2 separate regions of the Mus musculus genome follow, and region 2 is linked to region 1. The links are chromatin contacts, called in public HiChIP or PLAC-seq maps. All regions are on one chromosome and are shown on one strand. The core of a region is the stretch at or near the end of the contact, and the rest is flanking DNA. Distances in the headings are between cores, read along the strand shown.

What was found. HiChIP or PLAC-seq counts read pairs in DNA pulled down with a chosen protein or histone mark.
Region 2: a BATF HiChIP or PLAC-seq map of CD8 T cells shows a contact between it and region 1, with 7 read pairs. The contact joins two enhancer-like sites. A contact is called at or near these places in 1 of 39 promoter capture datasets (the 3T3-L1 cell line), 7 of 484 Hi-C or Micro-C datasets (the HL-1 cell line, Sertoli cells, cortical neurons and 3 more), 3 of 115 datasets of contacts at active chromatin or transcription factors (CD8 T cells, embryonic stem cells and neural progenitor cells) and 1 of 9 other capture datasets (embryonic stem cells).

The regions. Positions count from the first base shown.
Region 1 is chr6:59,259,108-59,263,533 of GRCm38.p6, reverse strand. No RefSeq gene overlaps it. Among named protein-coding and RNA genes, the nearest start is that of Tigd2, 52 kb to the right of the region's middle. Within about 2 kb of position 1,378, at least 9 of the 459 cell types and tissues checked have an H3K27ac peak or open chromatin away from gene starts, as enhancers often do. A contact at or near this core is called in CD8 T cells, where this site is marked.
Region 2 is chr6:59,351,157-59,355,120 of GRCm38.p6, reverse strand. It overlaps Gprin3 (GPRIN family member 3), which reads left to right. Exons shown (of 2, transcript NM_183183.3): 2 at 1-2,660. The coding sequence ends at 2,092. Among named protein-coding and RNA genes, the nearest start is that of Gprin3, 73 kb to the left of the region's middle. Within about 2 kb of position 2,445, at least 10 of the 459 cell types and tissues checked have an H3K27ac peak or open chromatin away from gene starts, as enhancers often do. A contact at or near this core is called in CD8 T cells, where this site is marked.

The DNA of each region.
Region 1 (4,426 bases), core at 129-2,628:
CTCATCCCACCAACCCCACTTCCTATCTCCTGTTTACTATGAGATAAATTCACCATTTAAACCACTGGCACTTGTCAGTCTTTCCTGGATTCCTCAGCTTTCTCTTCAATGACATCATCATATGCTCACTTACTGATACCCCAATATGCCCCCTTTGAGGGCAAGAGCTACCATATTATTGAGCTGACAAGTTTCTGAAGTTGAGGGTAATGTTTTTGTTTTACACCTTTTTTCTTTCTCAAAGACACAGTGGTACCCACAGCACTATCCAGTGGCAATTACCTCAACATTTCTGTCTTCCCTCCTGCAGATTTCTTTTTGGGGAATAACTATGGAATGCTGTAGTAAGGCAAATTCAGGTAAGGATTCCATGGTCCAATGTGGAACAGTGGACAAGAGGTATGATGGCATTCATACCATAAATGGATCTTTCCTTCTAATTGAGCTCTGAGAGAAGGAAGTTATTCTAAAGTAACACTTGAAGTCTTGACCTTGAACAAGTTCCTAATGTCATTCTATTCTTACTAGTCTTGTCTAGATTGGAGTCTTACTCAAAAAAAAAATTAAAACACACAAAAACTGAAAAGCAGCAAGCTTGTTTTAATGACATAGCAACAGAAACACTGCAAGAGATGTGAGAGCCACTTGAGATATAGAGTTCAAACAGCTGTTGCTTTGGACTTCTGTCAAAGCACTGCAGGGAAAGGAGGAGTTGGTTGCTGAAGGCCATAGTGGAGGTACCTTCCTATTTTGATGGGCAGGCTTGGTTATGTAAGTCGTTCTCTCCCCCAGGATGTTGTTTCTCATGATGCATATGTTTAAAAAGTTAAATGTATTCCAAATTATGCATAGGCACGAGTTAGTCAATGGGATGGGGGTCATGATTATCCCTAAAAGTTCACTTAGACTGAACATTTTGCTCAACTGCACATATACCCAAAACCCAAACCAGCCTAGTTCAGCCCGATGTCCATAATTTCCAGATAAATATTTCACAAGATACATGATCACAAAAGAAGTTATCCAGGAGTTGCTACAGGAGGATTGACCTGTTGTATCATTTGGAGTAAGGCACATATACAGCTCTATGCAGGTACAGATCTCAGGTTGCCAAGGACATTGTGAGGAAAGGGATATATGCCAAGCAGAGTTCTGGCTTGCTGAGCTATTCTGCCTGCCTTGGTTCTTCATGTAGTGTGTTACATTCTTAATTTATTGAGTAAAGGAAGACATAAATATGTAAATGTATAATCAGCTCAGAAAGTGAGAAACCAAGAAAAACTAGACAGGATGTTGTTAAATTCAGGAAGTAAGGAAGAGGGGCTTCTGTGAAACAGTCTACAGCCCTGGTAGTTCCTCAGTGCCACCTCTCCAGGGCCTCACGTGTCACCTTGACTCCTCTGTGGTGGTGCACACTACCCGAGTACTTTCTCAGTGTTACCTCTCCAGGGCATCACATGTCACCTTAACTCCTCTGTGGCAGGGCACAGTTTTAGTTGCTTCATCCTTGTAAAAATAGAATACACTGATGAGTGCATTCTTTTCTGCAGTGACTCCAAACTCCCCCAATGACATCTTCCAGAGCCATATAAGCCCTGTTAGAGATGAGATTATGCACAAGGGTGTGAAAGTGTCATCAAGTGGAGAGGGACTCTCCATAAATAGTATCCTTGTCAATATTATAAAGTTGTCAAAAGGGGACAAGGTGATTATCTGTGACTGAAAAGGCTTTGTGCATAGATAGGAAGAAAAGAAAGAGAAAGAAGTGGCAAAAAGGATCAACCATTTGCCCTTGGATAGTGTTGAATAAGATAGATTTTTCTACGTGCCTGGTGAATTGAAGATATATCTAAGTATAAAGGATCTTTTTTTATGTTATCTCAGTGGGTGGCTTATATGACTAGATTAAAATTTACTTTGAAATTTTACTCTGCTTCACAATAGCCAAGAATAACAATATGCCATTCGAATTTGTGAGGGGGGCATTTTTGAGAAGTATTTATGCCACATGTTACTGTGCACATGCTGAGCTGCACAGATAGTGATAATGAACAGTATAAGTATTAATGATTTTGAACTCTTTCAGAATTATATAGTCAATAAAACTGGATCAAGTAACAATCCTTAATAAAACTTGGTCAGGAAGACCAAGTAACTTGTGTGAGACTATGAATAATTACTAGTCTTTCATAGTCTCACACAAGTGACTATGCTCCTCCCACACAGAGCCAGGCCTGTGCAGTCTACAGAACACAAAGAAGGAAGGATAGAAGACTTCTGAAGACAGAGCTTCACCTTTTTTAAATGCCATTTTATATATGTAAGTTTATTACTGCCCTTTCAAAATGGTAGTTTAGATGTGTGTGTAGCTATCTCCACACTCTTTGTCATGTGACCAGAATTTCTGCCAATATTATACAATGTAGAGTATAAAAAGAGAATTGTGAAACAGAGGTATGGCAAGTTAATGTTAAAGGGTGTATAAAAGACCAAAACTTTGTAGAAAAGCACATTGCATTTGGAATGTATGTCAGCTTGACATTTTATTGTTACAACTATGAGGATAGAGAATAATTTTGTCTATAATGAAGCTCAATTTGCTTTTCAACAGCTGTCCTTGGAGAAGCGGTACAGTAAATGGAACTTATCAGCATTTGAGAATGAATGACAATGTAGCCACTTTCTGTATAATCCATCTCCCCCTTGGAATTTAGTCAGTCCATTCAAACTCCAAGTTTCATATCTGGAGAGCAACTTTCTGATGTCCCCTTCCCTCATCCACGTCAGAAAGAAGTCTACATGAGGCAATGTCTTGCAAAGGATCCAGGATGAACATTTAATCTACATATTGGCCTCTTGGCTTTGTTGGCCTCTTGTCTTCAATGGCCACCTCTGACTTCTTTTTCCAGCTTATCATGAGATGTTCTTTGTCTTTACCACATTGGCTACTTAAGCATCAGAGCCTTTGCTCTTAGTAAGTGGAAGTCAATACAACAACTAGCCTTTACTCCAAAGACAAAATGTAACAGACATTCTGAATGGCTAGTTCAGGACCCAAGTAGGTCAACTGGCAGCATTGGAAATGGGTTCCACAGTTTGGGAATTGGTAAGAATGGTCTTTGTGCCGTCAGTAATAATGGCTATATTTATCCCTTCGATGACTATATTCAACCTTTTCAAAGTTGCAGCTCACTACTTGACTATTGGTGATGGATGGAGCTAATTCATCCTTCTTCTCATCTGCTACTGCCCTCGGATATTATATGGGTTAATTCCCTTTTGGGTAGCCATGAGGTATAACTAAACAACTAATCTCTAATAACCCTCTTTTCACATTACCCTCATGTTCTTCTTGTCATTAATTTACATTGGGTTAACTGATCTTTTGAAACTATGCTATAATATTTTCAAGCAATCCTGGAATCATAGCAGTAGCATGCACTCCTTCCCTGAAAACATGGTTCTTCTGGCAGACACAGTCACCCTCTATTCCCATTCCTTCCTCAATATTCTCAACAAATGTAGAAATAGTCTTGCATCTTTTCTACTCTAGAGCTGAGGGGTATTTTTTCAGGGCCTAGAACAATAATAGTTGTTTTTAACAAACTCTCATTCATTTCATTTTTACCAATGAAGACTCAAGAGTCAGATGCTGGAGTGAAGTCCAACTACCTTAAAGAGGCAGAGAAAGCATGAGCTGACCTTTCTCCTTAGCCAGTGTTCCAGAAGGAATACTGCTCTCTCACACCATCTCAAACAACCTCCTTCAAACTCAATCTCTTCCTGTGTGTCTCTATCCATCCTCCTGATTTCATCTTCCTCTCTGTGGTATTTTTGTAATAATCTTGTGTTTACTTCCTATCAACTTGCTTGCTCCACCTCTTGATCTATGGTTGACTTTATTTAATCATGTTTACAATAAACAGAAAGGTCTTGGAGTAAAGGTGTGCACTAGGGCTGAGCCACAACACAACTAGAAACAGGCTTTTCCAGTAAATAACACAATCTTCGGGTTCACAGTGTGATAAAAATATCCTAAAACAAATAGTAGAAGTGGTTTCTTCAGCAAAGCTTGTCTCTAGTCTGATAAAGTGTGAAGAACTTTCTAGTTCTCACTTATGTATATAAAAAAGGCAATCTCCTTGTCTAGCCAGAGGAAATCTTTTCAGTGTATTTCTGAGGACCGGTTTCCAGTCCTTTGTAGTTGTCTGATCATCATCAAGTTGCTCTGGCACCTGATACAACAATTTAATTACAAGATCAATTTGTAAATGTATCCTATATGTATTCAACATGGAGCAATACTGAATAAATATTTTAAATGTCTCTGTGGGGAGATGTTGGTATGGTTTGCTCGGCCATGTATGAGAATGTAGAAGTCAGAGGACAAAAGCAATCTCAATTGTATTCCTCTCTCCTGTAAGGT
Region 2 (3,964 bases), core at 1,196-3,695, 91 kb before region 1:
TGTGTCTGAGTCCAGTCAGCAAGACATGGCATCTCCTGGTGTCTTCAGTGAGGGAGAGCCAGTGTCTCCCAAACAGAAAACACCTGATGACTTCCTGCTTCATGGAAGCAAGGAGTCCGCAGCTCCAGGCCTGAACGCTACTGCACAAAAGGAACTTATATCTGCGCCATGTTTAATATCTGTAGTCCAGCACACTCACCATGCCATCCAAAGGGATGCACCAAATACTAGCACCTGTGCGGTACCTGAAGGTTCCTTGGTGAAATCCGAGGCAAACTCAAACGGCGAGAACCCTGAAAAGCCAGGTTGTCCTGCCAGGGTCACCTGTTGCAGCAGCAAAAATCAAGAAGGGCTCTGTGATTTTCCTTCTCCAGAAAACAGCCAAGGAATTTTACAGACTCCAGATATAGCATCCCCTTCTGCAGACAGACCTGAGGGGGAAGGGCAGAAAGTCATCAATAACATCACCGCGGTGTCCAGTGAACCTCCAGTAAGAGAGGGGTGCTCGGAGAACAAACAGCCCTCTGCCACTGCCTTGAACACCACAGCTGAAAGGTCGGAAAACCCTCCGCCGTCCCACCTCACCAGCAAAGGGGCCACATGTTCTTCAGAAGCAAGGCAGGCACTGCTACCAGCACAGTATCCTGTGTCAAGGTTTAAAGAAGCCAGTACAATGACCTGCCAAGCTGAAAGTGGGGCTAAGGAGGTCTCTGGCAGGGCTTGGCAAGATGCTGAGGTACAGGCAGTGGCAAGTGTGGAGAGCAGGTCTGTCTCTACCAGCCCCAGTATCCTCCCCGCATATTTAAAAGAAAATCCTGCTCCTGAGCTAGAGAATGGGCAGGAGCAACTGCGTGTCATTTGCCATGGCAAGGGCAGTGGGAACCACTTGTTGGAACTCTCTAACAGCATGGTAGACTCCCAGGAGTCAAGGCAATGCCCCAGCATTGTACCACAGGTGCATATCCAAGCAGCCACTGCCACTCCTGCGGCTTTCAAAGGGGGATGCAAACCAGCGAACCAACCAGCTGAAGGCCTTAAATCCCCACTGATCCATGTGACCTCCAGTCAAAACACGGAAACAGAGGAAGACCTGCGGTTGTCAGCAAGCAAAGAGGCAACCTCTAGACAGCCTGAAGGTACTAATCCTGACTTCCAGAAAGCTAACGCCATTGGCCAGATTTCCCTCCCAGCAGGGAGTCAAGCTGAGATAAATCAGGGGTTGTGGAACTCTGGACCCAGGGAACCTGAAATTGTAGTGAAAACTGCAAAAGACCACAAAGCAGAGTCAAGCTGCAAACCGTCCAACTCCGGTGGAGGTGCCAACAAAGACTACCCCCCGGAGAGCTTGGACCCCACTGATAAAAAAGGTGCAAAGGACAAGAAGCCTGCGTCTCCTCTTATCGTGAAAGACCATGCACCTGGAGCCACCAGCACTCTAGATGCCAAAACCCTATTGCTAAATCCTAAATCTCAGGTAAAGGAAGGTGAGGGACCAGAGGTCAGTCCTGCACCCTCCCCAGGGAGGAAGAGCCAACAGAACACCTTGGAAGAACTCAGGCAGCCCAAGACAGTCATGAGTCTGAGCCTGCCATCAGATGGCACAGGTGACTCGAGCCCAGGCTCAGGTAAGAGGACCCCTTCTCTCTCAGTCAAGGCCAGCCCGCGCAGGGGCAGCCGGGTCAGCGAGTTCCTGAAGGAGCTCAGTGTGACAGCAGCTGCTGCTCAGGTGGGCCTCACACCTGGAGAGAAGAAGAAACAGCTGGGTGCAGACTCCAAGCTGCATCTGAAACAGTCCAAGCGAGTGAGGGATGTGGTGTGGGATGACCAGGGCATGACCTGGGAGGTGTATGGTGCTTCCTTGGACCCAGAGTCCCTGGGAGTTGCCATCCAGAACCATTTACAAAGACAAATTAGGGAACATGAGAAGATAGTTAAAACACAAAGTGGCCAGACTCGAAGATCAATTTCCTCAGATTCTTCTTCAAGTAAGAAGCTTAAAGGGAGACAACATGGTGTTCTGCAGTCCATGCTGCAAAACTTCCGGCGCCCCAACTGCTGTGTCCGCCCTGCTCCGTCCTCTGTGCTGGACTAAAAGGGAACTGCACTAGTGTACGAGCTGTGGTATTCCTTGTGTCTATTTGTGTCAAAGCTTAGACGTTTGGATTTCTGTTTTGTTTTAGGTTTGTTGTCGTTGTTTTCTGAGAGACCTAGGAGTAAACGCAACTATTAGATTTAAAAATTAGCTATTAGGAATTGTTGGGTTTTCCACAAATAAAATGCTGTTTCCCACTGATAGAATACAAGAGTGAAGCAAAGCTTACAGCTTGCACGAGTTCAGAAGAAATGATCGTCACTGTGGTTTTTAAGGACATTATTTATACACAGAAGTCATTCGGTATTTTCACCTCAGTCTATCACAGGATGGTATTTCCACTAAAATAGCTGCTTTACACTAAAACTAGCAAAAACAACTACTAACAACACTGTGGTAATTTCTGGTATTACTGAGGTAAGAATGCTAGTACCACAAAATGTTGCAAGTACCACAAGAGGATGCTAGAACCACAAATGTTTAAGTAGCTTTTAAGAACCTTAATGTGAAAACTTGAAAAACAAATGTATGTTATCCCAGGGACAAATAAGATAAAATGAAAATATTCAAAAATGTATAAAAAAAACAAATATGAACTGGCTATAGACATCTAAAGCTAACCCTTTTTATGTGAACAAGTTCTTGTTAGAAAAGTTACCTATACCTCCAGATATGAATACTGCCTATACTAAACATGAATTTATATGTACACATTTTCCTGCATTAAATGCAAAGCGCATCCCTGTGCTTTGGACCACATTAAAATGGTATTTTCTTACACTAGAGGAAGTGTATGTGACTAGAGTCATGAGACTAAGGAGGATAGTTAAATTTTGTATTGTAAGTGTGTCCTCTGCTAACAGGTTCTGATTGCTTAAATGTACAACCTAGATTGCTTCAGATTTATCACTTTTAAGAGACATGCTGTTACACTTCAGAGGTCTTCATGAAATCAGTTTGAACTTTGGGTGGCCATCTTCCCTCACTGGTTTCTCCAGGAATGGCATGCATGGGAACATCCTTGACTCACTGAGTTGGGGTGGCAGCAGCAGCTTGTGCACTGGGGTAGGATGAAGAAGGAGCATGGTGAAGGTTTAGGGCAGGCCTTCCTCCCAACCTTCATCGTCTACACAAAGCTAATCTGAAGGTTGCAGTTAACACTTCAGACTTAGATGTGGAAGGAAGAGCAATAACCTTTGCTAAAATCACTCCTGATGAGCTAGAAAACAGGACCTGCCGTGTATCTTATTTTTACTTTAGAGACTCAAATATCAGTGGTACAGCCACATATCTGTTTTGTTTTTCTTTCAGTTTATTTCTATTTTGTAGATTAAAAACATAAAAATTATACCTGTGCTCCGAATCCTGAGCTACATTGCATTTGATTTCTACAAGAGCAATTTAACTGAGTATGTAGCTGCATAAGTAGGCCACGGTGACAGCACCCTTCCAGTTGGAGAATGATAATTACAGTGTTATACTTGGAACTTATAATGAATTTCTTAATAAGGCACATTTTCAGCTTCTTACTAATTGGCTTCTATTAAGGATGCTTTATAAAGTAGGAATTACTGTCAAATTACCAATCAAATTGCTATATTAATGATTAGAGATTTAGAATAAAACTCTCCCTTTTACTGTAAGTAGTTATTTGCCTCACACACCTTTGCCAGGATTTTTTTCTGCCTCCTAACTTACACACACCCAGGCCTTCTGTCACATGTCAGCACTCATACCATGTATACACAAGCACACAGGAGCAGCTGTCCACAGGGTCCACTCCAGATGGTGCGCCCTAGGAATCCTTAGTCAAAAAGTGCTACAACGGGCTATTCCTACGGTCAAATAGGAGAGAAAAGATAATTCTAATCA